Linked DNA regions of Sus scrofa: region 1 is linked to region 2. The links are chromatin contacts, called in public Hi-C maps. All regions are on one chromosome and are shown on one strand. The core of a region is the stretch at or near the end of the contact, and the rest is flanking DNA. Distances in the headings are between cores, read along the strand shown.

Region 1 (6,304 bases), core at 2,673-5,172, 66 kb before region 2:
AAGTAAGGGTTATTTTTAAAATAATTAATTGGCCTTTCCCCAGACCACTTACTGCAGGATTCGAGCTCTTTGTTTACATTCATTCCACGTTGCCTTTTATTTGTGTTGAGTTAGTCATTTATAAGTCTGTCTTCCCACCTAGATTGTAAATTACTTGAGGGCCAAGGGTGTCTTTTTTAAAAAATCACTTCTGTCCTTTTGGATTCCCCTAGGACCTAACCCAGTGCCTTGCCCTTCGCAAGCTCTCCATGAACGCATGTGGCACAGGGGCTAAGTACAGTCTTCTCCAATCCACTTCCCTTAAAGAGGGGTAACTTTAACATCCTCTCCTGCCCCCCAAAGCGACTCAGAGACCCCCGAACGGCGGCGGGGGCAGTGCCGCGGGCCTCGCCCCCGGGGAGGACAGCAGCCCAAACTCCCAGCTGCGTGACAGGCCGCTGGGCCGCTGGGCGCGGGAGCGGTGACAACGCGTGGCCCGTTGCAGGAGCCCGGGAACACGAGGTCGTTTCCAGGGATTCAAATCCGCGCCGGCCTAGCGGCCAGGGGCGACTACGGGCCGCGCTTTGACCAGGCACGGCCGCCCCGGGCCAGGGGTCAGCCGTGACCCGCTGCGCCGAGGGGCGCCGGGAAGGCCCGCGAGGCCGCCTCGGGCCGGCCTGCGGCTCTGCGGTCCCACCGCCGGGGGCAGCGCCGCCCGCGCCAAGATGGCGGCCGGCGTGCAGCCCGCGCCCGGGGGAGAGGCGGGCGCAGCCCCCGGGAGCCGGCGTGCGTGGCCGGGGCCCCCAGCGGGAAGGCCGCTCCTCCGGGGCCCACGGGACCCCCGGGGACCCAGGCCTGCCCCTTCCCCAGACAGGCTCCCTTCCCGGCGCCCTACCTGGACGGGCCCTGAAGGGATGCGCTGTCGCCCAACTCCCCCTGCCTCGGGTTGGCGGGCTGGCCCTGGCTGAGATGAGGGCTGCGCGAAGGACGGCTGCCGGTCTAGAAACGGTGGACAGAGAACCAATGGGCAGCACCCGGCGCGGGCCTCACACCCAGGCCATTTCCTCCCACCCCGGCAGCTCGCGGGCAAGCCGTGGGACACGTTTGGTGCACAGCTGCACACGCAATACCCGTGACTGCAGGTCGCGGGGCGTGCCCTGTTAAGATGCAGGGCCCAGAGCTCTAGAAATCCAGAATGTCTTGGAAACTCGGGTGCATCTGGTTGGGAAGTCCATAATATTATCTAGGAAAGGCTACAGAATGTGTGCCGCCCATCACATTTGCTGTGACATCGGTATGCGCACTGTGTAGGCTGCCTCCCTCTTAGGACACTCCAAAACCTGAGGTCCAATTTACCAGAAATGGCATTGATGAATGCGGTGCATTCTGAGTGATCTCGCCTCGGGCTCAGGTTGGGAGGTCAGAAAGGCCACTCTAGGGAGTAGCTGATGCAGGTAGAATCACAAAGGTAGGAATGGGAGAAGTACTCGGAAAAGCTTCCCATTGCCCTGTGTAAACTGCGGGCTGACACCTCCCACTGGTTCAAGGTTCCATCCAAAGTTTGCATGTGGCTTATCAGCTCAGCGTGAGAAGCTGAATGTGAACTTTTTGGTTTTGTTTTGGTGAAATAAAGTCATTCTGCATAACGTTTGCACCAGCTTGTTATTCTCATGGAGAAGCACTTCTGCTTCTCCACCCACCCAGGCAGCAGCCACACCAGCCTTTCTTTGCTTCTTCAGCTCCTCTATTAATTACCTCTCTCTTGCCTCAGTTTAGGCAGCCCCCGGTGCTTTGTTCAAGTACAGCAATAAACCCAAGACTGGGCCTAATCCTCCCTGGTCCTGACCTTCCTTCTAGAGGGCCTGGTGCCTGGTGGGGCCTCCTGCCCTCCCCTAACTGATTAGGGCCAAGGATGCCGCTTGTTGTGTTTGTGTGTGGTTTTTTTCCTCCCCTCGGCACACTTGTTGGTACTTTTCAGACAAATGGCTTCACAAAAAAAAAAAAAAAAATTGTATACGAGCAAAACTTCAAAGCGGTCCTTTGGAGTCAGGCCTGCACAAGCTGGGGGTCATCCTGCCGAGGAGCCAACTATCTGATTTCTGAACGGTAGCCGCGCCAACGGGTTACTGCTATCCGAATTCCTCTAGTAGCGCCAGCTTGAGTGGCCTGGGCGCACCCACCCGCAGCCCTGTCCAGCCCCCCGTGCCCTTTCCGGGAGGCGCAGTAACCATAAATGGTGCGACAGGCGGCCGGCCGAGCTGGTTCGGTGACGACTCCCTGGAGACCGCCGCCTCGAGCGGCAGGCCCCATCTGCAGTGCAGCTGAACGAGTTAAGCTGCCCCAAGTGTGAGCAGCCCGGGGTGGGGCCTGGACGAGAGAGAACCAACGGGAGCTCTGAGCAGCCTCGGCCTGCGGATCCCCCAATTACAGAACTGGAGGAGCCTGCCTGACTCCCCTTCTCTCGAAGGGATGCATGAGAGGCTTGCGATGGGGCCCGGGCGAGGCTGCGCTGGGGACCTTGGAGTTGCAAGGGGGATGCACCTTCCAGAGCCCCTAGGCGAGTAAGGAGCTTCTGCACTGAACTAGCAGTGAAAAGCTGCAGCACCCGACCCTCAGTCTCCTGCGGCCGAGATGAGCCTATGATACTGGCAGGCAAGGGAAGGCGGCTCTCTGCGCAGCCTCAGGTGCGCTAAGGTTAACTCGCTACCTCCGGGACAGCCCGCCCGGCAGAGCGGCCTCTGCCCTCCGCCCTCGGGCGCCGGCGGGATCCTGGGCAGCACCGGCCACCGCCCCGAGACTGCTGGGCTCAGCCCAGCGCAGCTCCGCCACGGCCTCACAAAGGCCCTGTGCGGCTGCAGCACACGAGGAGCGGCCACGACTCTCAGATCTTTAATTACGCCCCTACCCTTCCCCCCACCCCATTGCCGGCTTCCAGCCCTTTAATCAATTTCACGATATTAAATATTAATTTCCCGCCAGCCAGGCTTTCTCGAAGGAGGGGGAGGGGACGGGCAGGGCAGATCCGAGGAAGGGACGGCTTTGTAGGGTGTGACCGGGATAGTAGGGCGTGCTGGCTCCTAAGTGACCTGCGCGAGGAACTCGGAGCCACCGTGTCTGTGCTTTGCGGCTGGGGAACTTGGAGAGTTATGAACGCCGGGTGCAGACCTCCGGGAGGGGCAGCTAGGTGCGCCGAGAGCCCAAGTGCGCAGGGCGACAGCCTTCTGTTCCGCACCCCCGCCCCCCCGCCCAAGCCCCGAGTGAGCCTCACGCGGCCCCGCGGCGCGCAGCGATGATGGATCGCGCCTGGCGGGGGTGATTTGGTGTTGATCGCACATTATCACTGGCAGGTTGGACTGGTTGCTGATGGACGACTTCTAGCGGCGGCAGCAGCAGCGTCTTCAGACACCGCGCGGGGACTTGCTTGCTCTGCGAGGGTCTCTCATTCCCTCCCCGCCCCACTTTCCAGAGACAGGAGGACCTGAGAGTCCGAGTGGGGTCTTCCAGCACCCAGGGCCGCCAGCCCCCGTCCGGGTCCTGGTGTGGGCCGAAGGCCGGGCGAGGAGGGGGGCCAGGACGCCTCTCCCACTTCCTCCCATTCCTCCTTCTCTTGCCGCCTGCCCCCCCTCTTCCTTCCGGCTTCCCCATCGTAACCAAGAGGGTCTGGGTCACTCCCCGTGTGGTTTCCCCGCCGCCCGGTCCAGGCCATGGTGGGGGGCGGGCCGAGCTCCCCCGCCCCACGGCCCCCGCCCCTCTCCCGGGGCTCGCAGCATCGCCGCGCTGCGGTGCGCCCCTCCTCGCCTCTTTTTCTAAAGTGCCTGCAGATACAAAAGCGGTTTCGTAATGCCTTCCGTCTGCGAGAGCCGGAGGACCTTGGCTGACCTTTCGGAAACTGATTGCAACTGCCTGTTAACAGCCCGTACTGACCGCACCGAGCGGAGCGGAGGACAATCATTTAAGTGACAGACGGCGAGGTGGCCTCGGCTCAGTCGAGCGGCCTGGTTAAGCCCGCCCCGCCCCTCCCCCCCGAGTCCCCCCTCCTTCCAGCCCCGGGCGCACTGCGGGCTGTGGCGGGCGCTCCGGCGGGCGGGGAGGGCGCGCCGCGCGCGCGTGTGTGTGACTCTGTGTGTGTGTGTGTGTGTGTGTGTGTGTGTGTGTGTGTGCGCGCGCGCGCGCGTGTGTCCGCGATTACCGGCCGACGGGTTAACCCTTAGCCGAGCGGCCGGCCCCTTTGAGACCGGACGCTGCTGGCTTAATCTGCCATCTGCAAAAGAGGAATAAAAGGGCCGCCTCCGCCGACTTTCCCTAATGGGTAAACTGTCCCCTCTCAGCGTGACCGGGGCTGCGTCCCTGCTGCTGCCGAGGAAAGATCCCGACCCTCGGCTCTTCCGGCAAGTCTCCGAGCCCCCTCCCTGCGCCCCCTCCCTCTCCCGCACACAGACACGGACACAGGGGACAGCGCGAGGAGTCCAAGAGCTCGGAGAGACTCTCGGTGCAGTGGACGTGGGTGTTCCCGGTGTTTTCTGTTTTGGGAACTGGAGAAAGGTGGAGGGTGGGCCCGCACTGGGTAAGCGAGGTGGGGGAGGGGAGGCTGGTGACAGGGCACCTCGGGCTGCGCTCGCTCCCTCTCTCGGGAGAGATCGCCAGCTGCTCTCCAACAGGCAGCGCCCTGAAATCTATTTAAAGAGAGGGAAAGGGGAGGAGAACAAAGGGGGAGGAGGGGGGCGGCGAGCGGAGCCTGGGCGAGAGCGAGCGAGCAGGGAGGATCCGCCGCTCCGCGGGCACATCAAGCGCTCACATCTGTACACTCCGCGATCGATGGGGAGAATGGATAATATTTGTCAGCTGCAGACCTTTCTCTTCCCGGTTCCCGGGGAGGGGAGGGGGCGAGGGAGGGGGAGGGGCGGGCAGACCAGGCGAGAGAGGCCGCCTCAAGGACAGCGCGCTTCCCGCTGCAGCCACACGGAAACCCAGAGCCATGAAAGCCCGGGGATTTTTCTCTTATTATCATTATTAATTATTTTTTATTATTCCACAGCAGCCAGCGAACGCTCGGAGGCGCCCCTCCCCCGCTCGCCCGCCGCCTCCCTTTGTTGATTCTCAGCTGCGAGCGCGGCGGGCCCGAGCCGCCGCCGCCGCCGCCGCCGCCGCCGCCGCCGCCGAGCATGATCTGCTCTTGCGCCCTCGGTCGCAGCTGCGGCCCAGGAAGCCGGGGCTGCGTCCCCGCCCCCCACCCCCCATGGCGCGGCAGCCCCCCTTCCGCGCCCCTGCACCCCCCCTCCCTGCCTCCCGCCACGAGGCCAGCCCAGCCTCTTCGATGCTTCTCGCTGCGTCTCCGCATCCCCAACGCCGAGCTGAGGCGCTGGCTGCTGCCGCCCCAAGCCTCTGGCCGCGCGGGGGCCTTCGCCACCCCACCCCACCCCCAGCCCGCGGCGGCTGCACTCTGATGCCGCCGTCCTCACACATGGTCTTCATTTCGCACACTAGCGGCGTGCTTCCTCTCGGCTCCTCTCCTCGGGGCTTTTCGGAGCGAGGAGGGAGGTTTAAAGGAAGTTGGAAACCCAGCGAGCCCAAGGGAAAGGGGGAAAACCCTCGCTGTCGGTCTGAGCTTCCGAGGCGGAGGGGAGCGCCCCAAGGAGGGTGGGGCAGAGCTTGGGTGCCCTCCCCTTCCTTAGGTGCGGGGAAGGGCCAAGTGAGGGGTAGTAGCCGGGGAGGACAGGGAGCTGGAGAGCGAGCGAGCTCTGTGTCTGCTTTCGCTTGTCCCCTCGCCCGCTCGCACCGGCCAGGGCAGAAGTGACCCGCCCTCTCGCAAAGGCACAGCGGGTCTGGGAGCCGATCGGATTAGCGGTCATCAAATGAGACCAAAGACACTTCAGACTGTCCCCCCCATCTTCCGCTCAGGGGAGCTCCCTGGGCCTTTGCCCCCTCTTTCCTCCAAGACTGAAAGCCCGGAGCCGACGCCCCACAGGCCTGGGGTCCGGGCTCACTTTAGTGGGGGGGGGGCAGTGCAGAAAGTTCTAGTAGGGGTTTACTTGTAGCTTTGCGCCCCCACCCCCGCTGTCCTTCTGCGATTCCGGGTCAGCCTGCGGCGGCGTCCCCGACTGCTCCGCGGTCCTGGGCAGGGCAGGAAGCTGGCACGGCCGCGGGCTGGGCCGGCGCCACTTGGCCGGGCGGCTGCTCGCTGGAACTCGCGCGGCACCTTCGCGCCGAGTCGGGTTCCCGGGTCTCCCGCCCGGTCACCCTGAGTGGCTCCCCCGCCCCCCCGCAACTCCGTCGGTCGTCCTCCCTCCGGAGTCGCCCTGTCTCTGCCCGCCCTCTCAGCTTTTCC
Region 2 (6,268 bases), core at 2,097-4,596:
GGAAAGGAGAGCTCTCCCAGCCCCCAACTTGTCTTGAGACTTGGCTTTTCCGCCGGACCCCTGAGGGTCCAGGAGGGTCCGGCGTCTTGCAAGCCGCTTCCATCTCTATTTCCTCCCCCAGCCCACTTTGGTCTCTGGGTTTTTCGTTCGGAGTCTTAGGAAAGATAAGGCGTAGGTGCTCTTTCCAAAGGGCTTTTGCACTCTCTAGGTAATTTTATTTATTGCTGTATGTGGCAAAACTGGGGTGGCAAGCCTAGTTCTGGTTTCAGGAATCAGCACTTTTTGCAGAGACCTAAGAGCAGCACCCACCTACCCTGGCCCAATCTGGGCTCCTGGAGGAAGGGAAAGTAGAGCCTCATTGGGATCCCTGGCCTCACACCAGGGTGTTTCGGTGCAGGGAGATGTGTAGGGTGTCGGAAATCTTGAAAGACTTTGTGTGGACCAAGAGTTCCTGGGTCCAGGAGAAACTGACTGGGTTCCAGGCTCCTTGTGGACGAGCTCCAAAGGCGTTAACCGCTCTCCTTTTACCCTGCACGTGACTACAAGAGCTAAGGAAGCCTCCCGAACTTCTCGGGGATTCCGAATGGCACAATCTGACCAATAATTGGCTCCTCTCCGAAACTCCAGGACTGAGTTTGACCATGGCCCTTTTTTTTTTTTTTTTTTTTTACTAGCTGTGTGACCTTGGGGGCAAGTTATTTATGGCCTCTGAGCCTCAGTAAGTTTCTTCATTTGTAAGACTGGGAATAATTACCCACCTTTAGGATCAAAGAAGAATACTTGGCACATAGTAGGCCCCGAGGATTCGTAATTGCTTTGAATGACTGGTCAGGTTCCTCTCGGTTGCTCCTCCTTTCCCTGCTGCCCCGGAGACCCTCTGAGGACCCCCGCCCCCAGACCTGCTTAGGCTCGTGTCTGGGGACCGACGTGCAGGTTAAGTTCCCCTCCAAGGGGATTCCTGAGGATACTCCTGGGGTCTGCCTCCGTGGGTTCCTCTTTCCCTTTGTTACAGTTCTTTGCCTTCTGGGTTTTAAAGGATTCCATATGAAAAGGCTTGGATCTTTTTTTTTTTCCTCCCCCTAAGTGGGATCATTTATATGGTTAGGAATTGATTCCAGAACCCGTTTCTAGGTGCTCTTTGGCAAGTCCTCTCCTCGCTCTTTCGGGGGAGGAAACAGCAGCGGCTGGAGGGGAGAGACCTGGTGGGAAGAGGTGAGAGGGTCTGGCCTGCTGCAGAGGCCAGAGGTGCTGTGGTTTGTTTGATAGGGATTAAGTCCGGATGTTATGAGGTCTCAGTGTGGTTTTCAATAAAGTCTGCCAGGGATTGCTTCTTTTATATCGATACGTATTTAAAAAAATTACTAGCATGAGAAGAAAACCAGACCTGTATGGATCCAGGCCGGTAGTAAGCTACTGTGATCAGGTTTCCTATTCGACTCCCAGAGGGGAAGTCAGCGTTTGATTGAAGCTACACTTGGTTCTTGACTCTCTGGGGATGCCGGCTCTGAAACAGGAGCCCTCCCTTTCTCTCCTCCACCCCCCCCCTTTTCCCTTCTTCCCCTAAAAGCCTTTGTGCTGAAAGAGCTTCAGTAGGCATGAATCCCTGGTCCCTCTCTAAAGAATGCCTTCCAGCCTTTGCTGACATTGTTTTGTGAACAGTGGGTTTTACCAGGCCAGCAGTTTCCCCCCGTCTTAGCTCACTATTTTAGAGGTTAGACTCTGGCCAGGATGTGCCCAACTGCAGTGATTTCCAGTGTGTGTAGCCAGGGCCCTGCCTGTAATCTGAAGACACCTTAACCTTTGCCCTAGGTGCCCCTGGAGTGTGTGTGGGGGGGTGAAGGTGGGGCGAGCACAGCCGGGGGATTGTCGGTAAGGGTCTGTTTGTTTTCTCCAGCCCCAGAGGCCCGAGTGAGGGCTGGGTGGAGTGAGAGGAGTCAGAGAGTGCGTTCCAGCCATGGGTCTGATTTAAAACTTGGTTTAATTGGAGAAACTCTTAGGCATTTAACAGTTCTGTACAAATGCAAACTTGAAATAGCTCTAGGCCTACGTCATTTAGGAAAGAATAAATGAAGTACAGAAATGTCCAAACTATGTAAATCCTAGAGTTGTCTGCCCTCCCATAAACACATGACAAGTGCCAAGGCATTTCCAGTCAAAACACCCATGGAACCAGCAGCCTCCATCCTTTGTATTTATTATTTTATTAACAGCATTTTACACAGCGTTTAACGAGCACAGCCTGCCTGCTTTCCACCAGGGCTCTCGGCCGACCGAGGGGTGGAAAACAGATGGGGGCGATGAGGAGTGGTCTCTGGCGAGGTCTCTTCAGACGGGCAAGGAAAAGGAGCATTCGGGGTTTCTTTCTCCTGGCCCCCAAGAAAAGACGAGAGCCGGGCCTTGGAGGAAGAAGGCCCCTCTCCCTTCCCAGGAGCAAGTTGTGCCGAGGTGGCCTGTCTAGGCTCCGCTTCGATTCCAGAAGGTGTGAAGCAGGGTCCGCTCTCACGATGCTCTGCCCATCCGTTCTTGGTGCTCTTCAAAGAATAAGTATTTGTCTGCTGGCGTTATTCTATAGCCTGGTGGAAAGTTTATAACGAAAAGTAATGCCTTTCTTAAGTCATAAAATGAGCCTTGTATGATTATTTAATTAAAATCTATTTAAGGACCGATTAGGCGTGTAATTTGCGCTAATAATGACGATTATGGAAATGTTCGACTTAACCAAAAATCATAAAGGAGACATTTTGATCAGTGGGGCGACCAGTAAGGATTCTGGGAGTCGGACAATTTTCCGAAACCCGGGAGGCGTGGGGCCGCCGAAAGTGACGAGCTGCCTGGCCCCTGGGACCTGGCAGAGCGGGCTGGGAGGAAGCCCAGGGCAGGCCGGCCCAGGCTTTGCCAGGCAGAGCAAACCCCCCCCCCGCGCGCCCCCCGAGGCTCCTGGACAACCTGCCTTCCCGGCCGAGGAAATGGGGGAGGGGGGCTGCCGGCCCCGGGGCTCCCACCCGGCCAGGGGAGGGGGAAACTCTGGGAGAGAGCTGCCGAAGCGCCCTGAAGCCTCTGCGCGAAATGGCTGTGTTCTCTTGCTTTAACAATCAGCAGCGACACACGCACTGCTGCCTTGGCCAGCCTTGGCTGGAGCCTGGAGGGGTGGGGGGAGGAGGGGGGGGTCCCTTGTTCCGGAGAAACCTGCCAGCTGCCGGGCTTGGTGCGAAGGCAGCGAAGGCAGACACAATGCTGCTGTTGTTGGTTTGATCTCTAACTGTGGATTGTTAGTCTGGCTTTAACTATGTGGTAAGGGGGGAATGTGAAGGCTGTTTACAGCGAGTGCAAATAATGTGACAGCTGTTGGTGCACGAGCAGCGCTGTGCCTCCTCGGCGCTCACACAAAGCGCGCACTATGCAGGCCCGCGGAGAGCTGCCGAGGTGGCCGCCACTTTCTGGCCGGGGCGTCCTCGACCGCGAGGCCGCCAGCTCTCGGCAGCACCCCCACCCCGCGACACACATCTTTATGGCTCCCGGCATCAGCTGGACGCGGGTGCTGGCTGGTGTGTTGTGGTTTAGGGAACTCTGAGGCAGAGGTGGCAGGCGGAGGCCCACAGGGTCATGAGTGTCAACTGTCTGGAGGAGTTTGGCCGGGAGCTCCGGACCTGGGTCCTCCGTGGCTTGTGATCGGGTTGTTAAGATTTGGGCAAATAACTTTCAGCCCTAAAGCAAGCTCGTTGGAAAGAATGTATTATTAACTGAAGGCTTTCTGGAAATTGCAGAGCCTCTGAAGGCCGTTGTTCTTCCTCTGAAACGGCCCTGTTATTCAGACAAGTTCGAGAGCCAGGCGACCGCTGTGTTCTGTGCGCGCGGCCCTGCTTCCTGGATTGGAAACCCGACGGCGTAGGTTCGGACCCGAAGCGGGGGAGGGGCGCGGGCTGGCTTTCCATACCCACCTCCCTTTGCCTTCCCGCCCTAGCCTCACTTACCTTCAGCTGCAGGACCAACGGTGCTGTCTTGAGGTCTGCCCGCAGCGCCACCCACTCTGTGACTTAATCCAACTAGATGCCCACAGCCACAGGCCTTCTCTGAGTTCCTGGTCCTCTGCCAGGCACTGCGGGGAGGCGCCAGGGTGGGAGGGAGAACAGTTGGTGGGTGGCTGCAAGCCCTTGCTAGGCAGGTCCCGGAGATGCATGGCTGGCGGGCCCAAGCAGGCGGGCTCAGGATGGCCAGGGAGATGGGCCAGCCCCTGGTCTGTCCTGGGGCAAGCTGGCTGCAACCCCCCCCCCCCCATCTCAAGGTTGAAGCCCTCCAGCCCCGACCCTGGGGCTTTGGAGGATCATTTAGAGTTGACTTCATTCTGTATCCTGCCCTTCAATGTGACTTTGGCTCCTGGGTGTACAGCCTGCAGGATGTCTGCAAATTCGAGTCCATCCCCCCCACTCCCACCCCAACTGCCCAGGTCTACCCATTCTGAGTTTTAATGTGGACTTCTGCATCTAGTTGGGTTCCCTAGTGGGGAGCTGGGAGATGCTTCTGGAATGATACATGAACTTCGGTGCCAGTTCTATAAATTGGTCTCTTTTTATGACGTGTGCCATTTTCTGTAGGAATGTTGCTTGCAAAACGAGTTTCGCCTTGGAGGAAAGGCGGAAAGATAAACAAGCCTGCAACGCCAAAACACTGGCAGTCTTTCCCTCCTTCCAGCTCTCTTAAAGCAGCCGGGCTGTATTTCCAGGATTAGACTTGTGCTTGTGAGGAGGGACTCTGGTTGGCTTTTTTTTTTTTTTCCCAAGCAAATGCAAATTAGAGAAAAATAATTTTCTTTCAACGATATGCAATGTATTAGTCACTTGTTATCGTGCTCCGAGGCAGGCCTCATTTGCGCGTCTGCCAGCTCGCTCACATCTGCTCGGCGCTGTTCGGGGCATTTTAACCTTGGCGGTGTCGTGTCTAGTCCCACGGATCAAGGAGGAGTAATTAAGCTCTGAACAGCTACAAAAATTCACGGGCCCCCATGTCTACCGCAGTTTTCTCACAGCTTTGTTTGGGGTGTTCCCAGTTCCAAGGCTGAGTAGCAGACATGGGGTTCCTATTGTTCCTTGTAAAGAAAGTGGGAGCCCCTGTCCTCCCCTGACCCTCATCCCCAACCTTCCCAGGACTCCCAGGCAGCACACAATCAGCAGATTGCAGGACCCTGTGTTTTAGGCATCTCTCATTTGTAAAAACTTCCTTTGTGCTTCCTGTGTGTACTGATGGTTGCTGTTAATAGCCTTATGGTATAGCTTGTTCCTTGTGGGGGGCGGGGGGAGGGGGGCGTGCAGCAAGTGCTCTTTATTCCTACAAAGCCCTGGTGGAGACTGCAGCGCAGTGACACCTCCCTCTAGAGTTTGTGGTATATGGATCGTTTATTCTGGTTTTGCCCCCAGGTTGTGTAGACTGCAAGTGGGAACCCAGCCCTGCAGGGACCAGGCCCAAGCGGGGGAGGGCAGGGAAGAGACGAAGAGTGGGGTGATGAATTGCATTCAGCCTAGGTTTCCTATCCTGGGGTGCCTCCTGTTGAGGGACACCAGCTTCCAAATGGGGCCCCCCCTCTTGCATACACACGTGGTTGTGTGTGGCACAAGCGTGAAAGAAAGTGAAAGGAACAAAAAGCCGAGGCATGGCGACAGGGGAGAAGGGGAAGTGTCTGAGGTTGGTCCCTGACCTGGGGGGAGGCGTGGCTCTGCCTGTGGGAAGGTGGGGGGGGTACCAGGCGGGCCGCCCTCTCTTGGCAGCAGCTCTCCCGGTCCATCCTTGCTCGTGCCTCCCCCTCCCCAAGCCCCCAGCCTCCAGCCCCCTTTTACAGTTGGCTACACTTGGCTTACATCTGTGGCTGGGGAGACGTCCACGGAGAGAGCAACACCCCAGCTGGGCTGAAGGGAGCCCAGGACGGTGGCGGGGAGGGGTGTCTAGGGTCTGCTCATTCCCCTGGTGGGCTCTGGCCCCACGTCCTGGGTTCTCCCGGCGCCCACCCAAAGTTGCTTTTTGTCAGATACAGTGGCGAGCGCCCGGGAAGAGGGAGCCCAGAGGAGTCGCGGGAGGGGTGAACCGGGGTCGAGGATGGCGAGCTGGAGTTCCTGGAAGGTGTGGCGGGGGCGCGCGGCGGGGGCGGGGCTGCGTGCGCGCGCGCGCGGGGGCGGGGCGGCCCACGCAGGGACCTCGCGGAAGAGCCGGTAGACGCACGGGTGTGTGTGGTGGCAGAGAAATCCCTTTGTTGCCAACCGATCTCGCTCAGGTCTGAGGC

What was found. A called contact is a pair of places that touch in the nucleus more often than the background predicts.
Region 1: a contact with region 2 is called in a Hi-C map of fetal liver, with 1.9 times the contacts expected there. The contact joins two enhancer-like sites. A contact is called at or near these places in 2 of 5 promoter capture datasets (fetal liver and liver), 19 of 47 Hi-C or Micro-C datasets (blood, brain, embryonic fibroblasts and 9 more) and 2 of 2 datasets of contacts at active chromatin or transcription factors (alveolar macrophages and skeletal muscle).

What each region holds. Positions count from the first base shown.
Region 1 is chrX:35,866,164-35,872,467 of Sscrofa11.1, reverse strand. The region is part of intron 1 of BCOR (BCL-6 corepressor); the gene reads left to right. Among named protein-coding and RNA genes, the nearest start is that of BCOR, 22 kb to the left of the region's middle. Within about 2 kb of position 3,922, at least 32 of the 83 cell types and tissues checked have an H3K27ac peak or open chromatin away from gene starts, as enhancers often do. A contact at or near this core is called in fetal liver and skeletal muscle, where this site is marked.
Region 2 is chrX:35,799,634-35,805,901 of Sscrofa11.1, reverse strand. All of the region lies in intron 1 of BCOR (BCL-6 corepressor), which reads left to right. Among named protein-coding and RNA genes, the nearest start is that of BCOR, 88 kb to the left of the region's middle. Within about 2 kb of position 3,346, at least 24 of the 83 cell types and tissues checked have an H3K27ac peak or open chromatin away from gene starts, as enhancers often do. A contact at or near this core is called in fetal liver and skeletal muscle, where this site is marked.